Regions from separate parts of the Mus musculus genome. Here region 1 is linked to region 2. The links are chromatin contacts, called in public Hi-C maps. All regions are on one chromosome and are shown on one strand. The core of a region is the stretch at or near the end of the contact, and the rest is flanking DNA. Distances in the headings are between cores, read along the strand shown.

Region 1 (6,683 bases), core at 26-2,525, 150 kb before region 2:
ATCAGGAACAGTGTGGGAAACCAGAAAAGTGTGCCATACCACACCATGTCAGCTGTGCTGCACACTTTACACATTTACACACATATGTACATATTTATACAAATATGTGTAAATGTTTATGTATAGATGCACATGTAGCTTCATATATATATATACACATATACATATATACATGAACTATTATGAATGACCGATTCTTGTGAGTATATGACCTTCCAATTCTTCTTCAATGAATATAGATGAACACAGTGTCATTTCTTCTGCCATGAAGGGAGCAAGGGACATCATACTGTTCTTCCTAAAGCACAAACCCTCGGATCAAGCTAGTTTTTAGGGGCTCCTCAGGCAAATGACTGAACCAAGTATAACACTATAGAACACTTCAGACTGCCACCAACATTGACAGATAAGTAAATGAATGCCAAACAGGCACTTTTTATGCACTGCTGAGAGCTGAGAGCTATGAGAACACAAAAGTCATTAGCTTTCAAGTGCAGTTCTCTCTCCTTGGACAGGAAAAGGCAAGATGACCCATTTTCCTGGTACTAACCATTGGGGGCTCACATTTCTGCGTGAGGTTAATGAAAATGTACGCCCCTTAAATGTTACTGTTCTAGTGAGAAGCTTGATCAGAGAAAAAAATAATGTTGCCCTTAAATAGCCAACAAGTAGTGTGCTGGTATCAAGATGCTCACCCCCTGCATCTGTGCTGAGGCTGAAAGCCACGGGCCAGCACAGCGGCTTCTCTCCTACACTCCCATGCCTTCCTCATCGCAGGGGAGTTGATAGGGCCGCAAAAGGAAAGTCGTTGTTCTTCTCTCTCCATACATACACACATAACCTTCAGCTGCAGCACCCTGCTGCCTCCCTGGCTGTAGTCAAGGCAAGGTTCTCCCTTTTCTAAGCCCCTGAGAGCCTCTTCACTGTGAGCCAGTGCCTAGTGAGGGAGGGCTTGGGACTCCTCTGCTGGTCTCTCCACAGGAGACAGGCAGGCACTGTATGCTCTGTCAGCACGCAGCATGGCGAACTCACTGAACTTGGTGCTTCCCCTTCCCATGGGCCTCTTCTCCTCACTGTTCACCTCTGTCTACTGCTGCTGCTGCTCTGACCTTCCACAAACCTTACAACAGGAAACACAACTTTCCAGTGAACCAGAAACTGTCAGTAAGAATACAATTTTTTTTAAGACTCAGTACAATTTGACTAGACAGAGCACCAAACAGTCCTGTCCACACACCACAGTAGAGATCAGTAACAAGCCATGCCCCTTGTCTCTCACACTCCGTTCTGAAACACCAAGGGAAATAGGTCACTGCAGAGACTGCCTCCCTTGCCACCTCTGAGGACATGTGGACTAAAGCAGCTGCACGGAAAGTCTCCTGGTCTGCGGGGCGGGTGCTGGAGTCGGGTGGGCGGGCTCAGTGGTTGAGAGCACAGAACACTTGCAGAAGACCTGAGGTTGGTTCCTAGCACTCATGTCAGGAGGCTCACCGTCATCTGTAAATCCAGTTCGAGGGCATCTGACGGCTCTTACCCACTTGGGCATCTGCACACCTATACACATATCCACAAACCGGCATGTAAATACACATGTAGTTTAAAATGAAATCCTTAAAGCTGCAAAATATAAAGGCATTTAATCCAGCTACAGGAAATGCAGTTTTTCTAATAATGAAAACCACAATTTTTTTCAAAGATGTGGTAACGAGATCTTTACTTCACCCCTCGAGGTCAAGTTCTAAGCCCAGGTCTTAGGGCAACACTCCCAGCCACTTCAACACCAATGGCACATCACAGCACTGGCTACATCACAGCACTGGCTACATCACAGCACTGGCTACATCACAGCACTGGCTACATCACAGCACCGGCTACATCACAGCACCGGCTACATCACAGCACCGGCTACATCACAGCACCGGCTACATCACAGCACCGGCTACATCACAGCACCGGCTACATCACAGCACCGGCTGCATCACAGCACCGGCTGCATCACAGCACCGGCTGCATCACAGCACCGGCTGCATCACAGCACCGGCTGCATCACAGCACCGGCTGCATCACAGCACCGGCTGCATCACAGCACCGGCTGCATCACAGCACCGGCTGCATCACAGCACCGGCTGCATCACAGCACCGGCTGCATCACAGCACCGGCTGCATCACAGCACCGGCTGCATCACAGCACCGGCTGCATCACAGCACCGGCTGCATCACAGCACCGGCTGCATCACAGCACCGGCTGCATCACAGCACCGGCTGCATCACAGCACCGGCTGCATCACAGCACCGGCTGCATCACAGCACCGGCTGCATCACAGCACCGGCTGCATCACAGCACCGGCTGCATCACAGCACCGGCTGCATCACAGCACCGGCTGCATCACAGCACCGGCTGCATCACAGCACCGGCTGCATCACAGCACCGGCTGCATCACAGCACCGGCTGCATCACAGCACCGGCTGCATCACAGCACCGGCTGCATCACAGCACCGGCTGCATCACAGCACCGGCTGCATCACAGCACCGGCTGCATCACAGCACCGGCTGCATCACAGCACCGGCTGCATCACAGCACCGGCTACATCACAGCACTGGCTACATCACAGCACTGGGGCCTAGAGGGCCACCAAGTGACCCACCGGGGAGGAATCCCTTGTGTTGAGCTAAAGAACAAGAGGAGGGAGCAAGCTGAGACGACATAATACAGTGAGTGTGACAAGGACGATCTGAGGCTCATTTCTGGTTCTTGACAAAGAAAGACATCTTAGGTTCATCTCAAAAGGCAGTTCTGATGTCTGAGACCATGGATGGACTACAGGAGACACACAATTAGTATTAGCACCTGCCACCACCTTCAGAAATGCTAACTTTTTAAAACTCATCAAATAGCCAGGCGTGGTGGCACACACCTTTAATTCCAGCACTTGGGAGGCAGAGGCAGGCGGATTTCTGAGTTCGAGGCCAGCCTGGTTCCAGGACAGCCAGGGCTATACAGAGAAACCCTGTCTCAAAAAAAAAAAAAAAAAAAGCCTCATCAAATAATGCCCTGTGCACAGACATCAGATAACTGTACTTACTTCATATACAATGGGCATTTTATAAAAAGATCTCATATTTTATAGATTAGAACCTTCAACGGTGGCAATGCATGTGCTACAAAAGCCATCTGAAGCCCTTTCAGAGACTTCCTGCGCTTCTTAGGCACGTCTTCAGTAATCAATATAAACTAGGTGAGTTTACTCTGTCATGGATAAGCCTCGCTCCTGTTCCACCTGAACGACATTGGTTTTTAATCCCAAGCTAGGCACAAACCAGCGCCAGGAGTTTCCAAACTCTGTTCTCAGCCTAGAGGCCTGCCTGCGATAGACGGACCAAATGCTGAGCTCTCTCTGGGTAACCCACTCTCTTTTGGAAAGTCCCCACACAGGGCTTGAACTCATTGTGAAACAGAGGCTGCCTTTCTCCTATCAGTCAGGGCCAGCTTATAGGAAAGGACGGTTGCAGGAAGCCGCAGGGAGGGGCTCTCTCCTAGGACTGCTGCAGAGCAGCTGCGGCGAGTGTGATGGGGGGCTGGGGTGGGGGCCACTGCTAACCAAGAGTTTACAAACGTTAAACTCTAACAACAAAGGCTTCCATCTCTTAGCAATCGTAGTGATATCCAATCATGTTCCACCCTTTCCCATAGTTCTGCTCTGCCTGAGAGAAACAGTGGCTCGAGTGTGCACCCTAGCACATAAGTGCAATTGGATAGGTTTTCTCCTCATGGAATATAAAACACAGAGAGAGAGAGAGAGAGACAGAGAGAGAGAGAGAGAGAGAGAGAGAGAGAGAGAGAGAGAGAGAGACACAGAGAGATACCATACACTGCAGTTACATTTTACCTATAAACATAGCCTATATGTTTGTATATACATATATATGCATACACAAAGAAAATACAAAATTAAAAATAAGCCAGATGTGGACTTACACAGGTGAGGCAGGCAGGTCACAAGTGTCAGTCAGTCCCAGGATAGTCTAGACTACATAGTGAAGCCTGTCTTAAATGTTAGTACTTAATTTACTTCTAAAAAGCAGCATAAGCCATAAATTTTAAGTGGATACTTATTGGTGGGGAGAAACCCAATATAAAAGCTAGTTTCCTTAGCAGTATTTTTCTTTCTAGATTCTACTCCAGAAATATCTTAAAGAATTATAAAATAAAAATATTTAATTATTTCTAAAAAAAAAAAAACCTGAAAATTGTATTAAGTTGTGACATAAACACACAGATGAACAAGTAAGGGCCAAATATTCAAATATATTACTGAATGAGTCAGCCCATCCCTCCAGGCCTCACGAGGAACAAACTGTTCTTCAGAGCAAATGGAAATCCGAGAGTAAGACCAGAAGTTATGGGGTGGGGGACAGGTGAAGAGCAAGAACCGAATAAGCCCAGAAACAAAGGCAACCAGTGCCAGGCTTTACCTGCCAGCCCCACAGACAGCTTTAATCTTTCTAGTGCCCACAAGTGGCAGACGGCAATGCTCTCCTCATTCACACGTGAGGGTAGCAATTCTTAACACTGTAGCACACTGACAGGGTAGGCAGAGCTGGAATTTGAAGTCTCACCATGGTTTTCTCCTGCTAGGGTGCTGGATGAAGTAACCCTGAGCTTGGGGTAGGTAGTGTGGTCTGGTGGAACACAGATGGCTCCAAGCCTCCTGGCCCAGCCTACCGCACAGCAGGGAACAAGTTCAGCAGCATCGAGGGCCAAGCACGCTTCTGCTGAAAACTTCCTGGCTTTCTACCCTCAGTCAGTGCTATAAACCAGATCAAATTCCAACTCCATAAGTGACATCTAAAGAAAGCAAAATGTCCCAAAAGAAGCATTCCAAAGAAGCCAGGGCTCCCTAAGGTAAATCCATTAATCTTACATTGCCACATTCTCCTAAGATGCCTACAGGTCAACACCATACTCAGTAGTGCCTATGTCACTGAATATCCTGCAGCTCAAATACACGCTATGACTCTAACTAGGCTGGGAGAATAAACTGTGCCCCTTCCACACATAGACCTTCATCACAGATGCTCTGTTCCTCTGGATACCTAGGGCTGGTTAGACTCTGCAGTCTAAAGCCCCTCATCACACTGAACACTTTCTATATTTTACATTACTAACACAGGATAAACTGTACTGAGCAGCTGGAATGCTCACTACACAATCAACATTACATGCACACACACATGCATGCATGCTCACAAACACACACATGCATACATGTACACAACACACACGCGCACACATGCACACACATGCACAAGGAACAGCATCGCTAATGAGCTGGCTAAAGATCTCACAAGGCAAGTGAATGTCACTCCTCAAACACAGAGGACTACTTTTCCTAAATAATGTTAAAAGAAAAATACCTGGTTGCAGTCCCTAAAGCTATTCAGATGAACCGGAACAATACTCTTTTTTTTTTTAAGTTTAGTTTTATTTGGTTTAGTGAGACAGAGACTTACTACATAGCCCAGGCTCCCCTTAAACTTGTCTCAGACTGCCAAATAATGGCATTACAGGCAGTCTTACCTACAATGTGTGGCTTACCATATCCAGCCTACACAGACATATTTAAAAAGCAAACATTGCAACTTAGAACTTAATCGAATTTCCAAATAGGCACCATTAGCAACAGGTTGTCTTTGCATGTATATAAATATCCTAGGAATCACAAGAACATCCTGATAACAATAAAAAAAAAAAAAGTAAGCTCTGATGGAAGCTGCTGGCATGTGAGGGACTGCAGAGCCCATGGGTTTGGAGACAACTGGACTACTGAAGAGGTAAGCATCTGCTCTCCATCCTAAATGAGCCTTTGATGCCCAGGAGGCACGGGCCTTTATTCAAGCAGTTTTCTTTCTTTATCTAAAATGCAGCTCAGGAGACCTCTGGAACATGCTGTATTCATGAACAGCACCAAGAGACCCTGTCACCATCAGCCTCAAACCCGGTAAGGCCTATTTGTTCTACCATAAAGTCCCCAGGACCTTTCGAAGGAGGTTCAAGAATTGAACAAAATGGAGATGCCTAACTAAAGGAAAGCTTAAAGATGTCTAAGGGCAAAAATGTCAGAGCGGTTATTTTAAACTGTGGAGCAGCAGCCCAACTGCTATATACATCAGTGAGTCAAGCACACGGGTCACGTAACAACTCGGGTCTCCAGGCTGGCTCAGTAGTAGGTGCTGCTTCCTTGTAAAAGGAAGAGGCCGCTGCTCTAGATGGACATTTGCCAGGAGCACCACACCACACTGATGTTCTTTCCAGACTGGTAGAGAAGCTCTTCTGGACTGCTAAGAACCAAGGATGCAGAGGACATTCCCATCTGGCCATCTGCAGCAACCCAGGCCTTGGCAATGGGGCCTCCAGCACTTCAAGGTATAAACAAAGGGAAGCACCCTTCCCTCAGCCACCACACCCAATGAAGGTGGCCTAAGTGAGTGCCATGAGGTGCGTGTGTCACAAGCCATGCTCCTGAGTAAGCACTGTGGCCATGGAAGCTGGAACAAGTTGACAGGCTACCAAGGGCCACTCTGACCTCCCAGCACGCTAAGGACTGCCAGGTAGCAGCACCTGAGACACACCCAGCATGGAGTTTGTCATAAAGTTAAGCATTCAGCTACATCAGTTTCTTCC
Region 2 (6,934 bases), core at 184-2,683:
GTCTCAGTCTGTCAATTAACTGAGATTACAGGCCTGTGTGGCCAGGCCAAGCTGAGGGCCTTTATTCTCAAATGACTGTGAGGAAAGACTTCCCCAAAGCCTGGTAGGACAGGTGTTTAGATTCATGTCTCAAAAGATATGTGGAGGCCCTAGGTGTGCCCGAGGGAACCTGAGGCAGGAGGATTGTGTTTTCAAGGCTAGCCTGAGCTATACAATGAGTCCTTGTCTCTAAAACCAAAGCAAAACAAATAAAAAGGTCTAAAACCCATAAAAACCTAACCCCCACTTCTCCTAAGAAAGCACAGGGGATTTCCCCAGCTGTCTTCTCCCAGAATTTTCTTCAAACAAGAAAAGACGGTCACAGAAGTGAACAAATAGGCCTTAGAAGTACAGAGTCTTAAACGAACTAACCAACAAGCAAACAAACATCCCAGCTTATGGCTGGTGCAGTGAGCAGAAGCAACCATCCAGGTGACAGGAAATAGCTCATCCGCTGTGACTGGCTCTACTCATCCAAACAGTGATCCAGACTCGTGGGAGCCTTGGACAGAGGTCAAGAGTCCTTGGGCTTCGTCTTTGTCCCTCCTCTCTTCCACTTTCCTCTCCTTCTCTCTCCCCCTCCCTTCTCCCTCCTCCTCCCCTTCCACCTTTTCTGATCCTTAGCTTGCCTATCTCCCCTGCCTTCTTGTCTTCTCCATCCTTTTACCCCTGCCCCCCTTTTCTCCTCCTTTCTCCCTTTCCCCTTCTTACCCCCCTCTTTTCTCCTCCCCCCTCTTTTTTTCTCCCCCTCTCCCTGCCACCTCATCCCAGATCTTAGGCTTCCCTACCAGATACCCACAGCTTGCTTTGTGTGATTGTTAGAAGACCCAAAATACTTGAGTGAATTCTTTACTTTGGGGGGGGGGGTAAAATCAGGTTTCAAACCTCTTCTGTGTTTAGGGAATTCTGTTTGTTTGTTTGTTTGTTTGTTTGTTTTTCGAGACAGGGCTTCTCTGTGTAGCCCTGGCTGTCCTGGAACTCACTCTGTAGACCAGGCTGGCCTTGAACTCAGAAATCCACCTGCCTCTGCCTCCTGAGTGCTGGGACTAAAGGTGTGTGTGGTGTGCCACCACTGCCTGGTTGGGAATTCTTAGGAATTCTCCCTGACTTAGGATCATTCCAGCATCTGCTGTGTGAGTGGAAAGCTATTGTGAATCTAACGTGGTCTAATGAGGATTGCTCAGGACAAAAAAAAATAAAAAATAAAAAATAAAAATAAAAATAAAAAAAACCCAAAACCTGGGTCACAGAATCACATGTGTTGCTGTCACGAGCCAGCTTTTAATTATGTGCTTTTGATTACCAGGGCAACAAGGGGAGAAACTGTTCCTCTGGGTGACCTCATAACCACCAACAGAAAAACAAAGAAGACCTCAGGCACTCCTCCTCAGACAGCAGTGTGGTTACTGTAGAAGGCACATTCACAGGAGGATTTCTTATCATTGCTGGGTGCTAGCTGCTGCCATATTGGCTGTGGCCTCTTTACAGATTTTGAACTGCTTGGAAGAAGAAATTATACTTTTCTTTAGAATGTTGTTCTCTCTCGACACCTGTACAAACACACACGAACGAACACACACACACACACACACACAGAGAGAGAGAGAGAGAGAGACAGAGACAGAGACAGAGACAGAGACAGAGAGACAGAGAGAGAGACAGAGAGAGAGTAAAAATAATAAGGGAAAGGCAAGATCAGGCATCATTCAGCTATCCCTCATGTGCACGGAGAGCTAAGCTGGTGCCCTTGTAGGATACTGAAATCCATATTAATACTCAGTTTCTTATTAAAATTGGCATATTATTTGCCTAGCATCTCAACACCTCCTTCAACATACTTTAATTCACTCATTTGTTGATTGATATCCATAGATGATCTTGTTGAGTGGCTCTCGCTGGCCTGAAACTCACTATGTAGTCCAGGTTAGCTTCAGACTCATGACTACCCTCCCATCGCAACATCTTGAGTGCCAGTTTTACTGGTGTGCATCAGAACATCCAGCCGTCATAAATTTTAAAGCATGCCAGAGTGACCAAAAATAGTTAATACAGTAGAAATGTCTGTAACTCGTGGCTACATTGCATTTTAAGGGGATAATGATACCCTTTAGGAAGTTTTGTTTTTGTTTTTGTTTTTTAAGTATTCTAAACATAGTTATGGTAGACAGTACTTTTTGCTGAGTATTTATAATCATTTGTTGATTGAATTCATGGCACAATGTAGCAGAAATGGGTATGAGTATTTGACTTTGTCTCTGTCTCTGTCTCTTTCTGTGTGTATGTTTCCTGTGTGTGTGTGTGCTTGCATGCACGCACATGTGAGTGCATGTATAAGTTCCACCCCACAAGTTAATTCCCCTCTTGGGTGTCCCTCTTCCCATCAGCACTCTCCTCTCAGATCCTCCTACTTCTTGGACTTTGTCTTTGCCAAGGGTCTCATCCATTCTACCATCCTCCCCTGAGTTTACTGGGCATTGTTCGTGTGTGCCCTCTTTTGCCAAGTAAAATGGTGTAATCCAACCCTTGTGGAAGAGTTAACTAACTAGAGTGGAAGGCCACCAGTGTATAAGGATACCTATAATAACAAAAAGCATTGTTCTTGGGCACAAGTTATTAATTTGTCTGCTATTGAAATTTGAACATAACATTAAATATTGCATATTGGAAAATCATACCTTTCCGCCAATGTTTGTGTACAGCCCTATCCTGACAGTGTTTAGAAGATCTCTTTTTTATTATAGAACTATACCCAAATGATTTCCCTCTATCCTGATTCACTAGTACTCTAGTCTCTGATAAGGGAACTCTGTATGGTCATCATTGCCATCATGGGCTGAAAAGAGCTCCTCCCTCCCTCCCTCCTTCCCTCCCTCCCTCCCTCTCTCCAAGCTTCCCTCCCCCCTCCCCCCTCTCTCTATGTGCATGTGTACAGGTGAGCACATATAGATAAGCCCATATATATGTGAATGTGGCAATGAAGCCAGAAGCCATCCTGAGGTGTGTTGCTTCCCAGGATCCATCCACACTGGATTTTGAGGCAGGGTCTCTTAAGTGACCCAGAGATTCCCAATTAGGATATGCTAGTCTGGCTAGCCAGTCATCACCAGGGTCCTTCCTGTCTTTGCCCCCCACTCCCTGCATGCCTGGCTTTAAAGAAGAGTCTTTGAGAATGTATAGATGTATACAACGTATCTTGGCCATATCCACCCTTATTCCTCTGTAGCATCCTGCTCCTATCACCCACTTAGTCTAATGAGTGACTCCCATATGTGGAGCTATATACATCTGTGCAAAGGGAAGAGCAACCTACCAGGAAGCAAAGCCCTGAACGAAAACACCTCTCCCTCCCTCAGTAACCACACTGCCATAAGCTGCTGCTGTAAGTGGGACCTCGAACGCCCCTCCTCTCCCATTCACAGTTTCCTGTAGAAGGCCCGCACAAGATCAAGCCACTCAACAGGACTTCTTTCTGTTTGTTTGTCTGTTTGCTTAGCCCCAGCTCCCTGGCAGAGCTGCATCCTCAGACGACCTTTCTATCCCTTATCCAGAGTGGCAATGTTGTCACACAACACGGAAAGGCATAATCTAAAAAAAAAAAAAAAAAGAAAGAAAGAAAAAAATCTCGGGGGTCTGGAAGCAGACCACTGGGCAAGGAAAGACACCAATAAGCTCACAGCACATTCGCAGGGACAGCTTCTGTCTCCTGGAGGACAGCCGCATGCCACTGAGAACACTCCTGCTGGCTTTGGTCGTGGGCACAGCAATGTCTCAGTGGTTGGAGGAAGATAGCACAGGCTTCCTCTGGCATTCCCTAGTGTGATTTTTCTGGAGGTGATCTTTCTCCTCTGTTGTTTCTGCACCGTGTACCTGCCACAGCATTTTAAGGTGTCTGTGACTACTTGACAGAGCTAGTCTGTAGGCTCTGACAGTAACAGCAGGATAATGGAGACTCATTTTACATTTCCTCTTTGGAACTCCCAAGGCAAAATATTCTCCTTTCTTCCTTTGGGCTCCGTGAAAAAAATTCTGTTTGACTTCCTCTCCAACAAGCTGTCTGCCTCACACATTTAAAATCACCTCTTATATTCATTTCCTCTGGAAAGCTCTGCGCAGGCCAAAGAAACTCCCCTGAAGAAGGATTTTAAATCCCAGGCCTTGGTTTTAGCGTTACATCTCTCAAATGTCATGTAGTATTTTCTCAGCCTCCCGGTGTGATCCGCTTGCTAATCCTCCCGTGCTTGTTTATTTCATTTCAGTTCCATTTAATACTATTGTCTCCATGGCAGTGCATGCTGTTATTGCCTCTCCTCCCAAATTGCAAATCAGGGTTTCCTGGCCATTCCTGATTATTACACCATTGATCCGTCATCACTGCTATCATCATCTTTGAGTGGTGGCACAGTCCTGAGAACCCTTTCAAATCCCCCAGTCATTTATATTCACCCAAAGTTTCTTAGCATATTTGTTTTTAATAGCTTTATTAGTCTTGTGGAAATTCTGAATGTACCTGTTTTGTTTTGTTTTTAATCAAGCAGTATGGGAAAGTACAATAAATAGAGCGTTGGCCATGTTGGTCCATATCAGCAGCCTGAGTCTAGTCTGGGATGACATAGGAAGAGCCTTTTTCAAAAATTGTTTTCAATAAACAGTTTTTGAGGCATTTCTCTTTTCCCATGTAAGTACACATATAGTCCATATATAATGTTACCTAATGTAATGAGGTTCTATAATGTTTATTTGTATTTATTTAGATGTGTCGGATACTTTCTTCTCAATCAATTTCTAGATATTATCAGCATTTTTGATGTTTTCCTGATCTGTGTCCTAGATATACTTTGCTGTATTTATGTCATCACTCAAGTTTTAGGAGTGGAAATAATGTCACAATGAAATCTTTTCCATTCCATGTATGTGTAATCTTTTTATACCCTTTAACATCTCCTTTGCATTGAGTTTCAAGTAGAAATGACGGAGTCAAGGCATACACCTTGATATACAGTTGGTTCCACTTTGGCAACTGGTGTCATTAGGTCCCATCAATAGGACAAGACCATTCTCTTGCTTGTCTCTCTCATTAGTTCTTCACTGTGCTTGAGATATTTGTGGGAGGAGCATAGGGCTGCTAATTGGCCAACTAAATGACTAATAAAGCAATAACCTTTTTGGACATCATTCGTTGTTGTTGCTGACAGTAGGTAGAGCGACCCCTTCACGCCCTTGTCAAAATGCTGCTCCTTTACTTTCCTCCCTGGGCCAAGAGGGGTTCCAGGAAAATCTCACACATGAGGGTTTCATGACAGTCAATTTACTTGAGCACCCGAACCCATTATACAACCTAATTCATACCTGATGGGAAATAACAGATGTAAGAAAATCGCATCAATCGTCCCTTAGAGGTGACAGTTGCTCAACAAGAATCATTCTGAATTGATTAGCCAAGTCACAGTTTGGCTTTGATGCAGTGACATGGCCACCAAGGGAAAGGAGCTGCTTGCATATTCTGTGCAGTATTGTCGGTTACCCAAGGAGTCCTACACTGCTGATTCCATTAATGTCATTAAGTGCTTGACAGGATTCTTATCCATCTAACCCTCCCTTGACCTCCTGTAGCGCACAGTGAAAAGGACAGCTCGTTTCCTGTGAATTTTCTCTGCTATCATGGGCCTGGCAAACAAAATGCACACATATTAATATACTATGGAAATTGGATTTGAGAAGGATTATTGAAGCAAAAAGGTATGACAATGATGATACTAACTCGAGCAAGGGAGATAAATCAGACTCCCAGTTCGATGGATTTTTGTCTTGTTTTGTGTTATATTCAGTTCTTGATAATGAACTTTGCTTCGACAATCTTGAAAATGCTCTTTGTGCCTTCTATTCAGCACTCTTATCCCAATGACTCTATATTGACATCTGTATTGCTTCGTGTGAGAGTCCCAGCTCGTCCTTCTGGAATATAGTCTAGATGGTGGTATTTAAAAGAAGTTAAAAAGAGGCCAAGACATAAAAGTCATTACACTAATTTTTGAACACACACACACACAAACATATACACACACACACTCATATAAACATACATATGTCATTACTGGGTACTAAACCTAGGTAGGACCTTAAGCACACCAGGCAAGGGTTCTACCACTGAGCAATATCACTAAGAAAACTCGATTTAAAGAAAGACATTCAAAATGAATGGTAAAATACAGACTGAACATTCCTTCAGTTTCCCCTATGCCTCCTATGATGCCAACAAGGGAAAATGCAATTCTTTTCATGACTTTTACATATGCAAGCAGCTATGTGACCCATACATAGATAGTTGTCTGCTTGCTACTGTTGGTGGGGTAAATCTATGACAAGGGCTCTCAAATTTTGCTGGGGAGTTAGCTAACACCGAGATCACCAGGCCACCCTCCTGTGGTTGAAGGTTTCATCTGGGAGGGAGCTTTTGTGGTGTAGACCATAGGCAATTGTGTTGTGAAGCCAGCCTCACTGCAGACTAGCTCCTGCTCTCCTGCTCTTCCAGTACAACTTCAAAGAATTTCCTGGTGTTCTCTCTCTCTCTCTCTCTCTCTCTCTCACACACACACACACACACACACACACCACACAGAGGCAGACAGAGACCCAGAGAGATCTTAAATGTTTCAAATGTTTGAAAAGATAGAGATAGGAGTACAAAGGAAATCTTTTGAGTGTGATGTGAGGATATTCAATTAGAAGAGATGTAGAGATACAAAAGACAATGGCAGACAGAAACATAAAATTCAATGTAACTCTGAGAGCTAGTGATATTGCTCAGTGGTAGAACCCTTGCCTGGTGTGCATAAAGTCTTACCTAGGTTTAGTACCCAGTAATGGCATATGTATGTTTATATGAGTATGTGTGTGT

Evidence for each region. A called contact is a pair of places that touch in the nucleus more often than the background predicts.
Region 1: a contact with region 2 is called in a Hi-C map of bone marrow-derived DN3 thymocytes, with 2.3 times the contacts expected there. The contact joins two enhancer-like sites. A contact is called at or near these places in 3 of 484 Hi-C or Micro-C datasets (CD4 T cells, CD8 T cells and bone marrow-derived DN3 thymocytes) and 2 of 115 datasets of contacts at active chromatin or transcription factors (double positive thymocytes and memory CD8 T cells).

The regions. Positions count from the first base shown.
Region 1 is chr13:42,090,618-42,097,300 of GRCm38.p6, reverse strand. All of the region lies in intron 2 of Hivep1 (human immunodeficiency virus type I enhancer binding protein 1), which reads right to left. Among named protein-coding and RNA genes, the nearest start is that of Hivep1, 42 kb to the right of the region's middle. Within about 2 kb of position 1,275, at least 114 of the 459 cell types and tissues checked have an H3K27ac peak or open chromatin away from gene starts, as enhancers often do. A contact at or near this core is called in CD8 T cells, double positive thymocytes and memory CD8 T cells, where this site is marked.
Region 2 is chr13:41,942,915-41,949,848 of GRCm38.p6, reverse strand. No RefSeq gene overlaps it. Among named protein-coding and RNA genes, the nearest start is that of Gm22157, 45 kb to the right of the region's middle. Within about 2 kb of position 1,433, at least 26 of the 459 cell types and tissues checked have an H3K27ac peak or open chromatin away from gene starts, as enhancers often do. A contact at or near this core is called in CD8 T cells, double positive thymocytes and memory CD8 T cells, where this site is marked.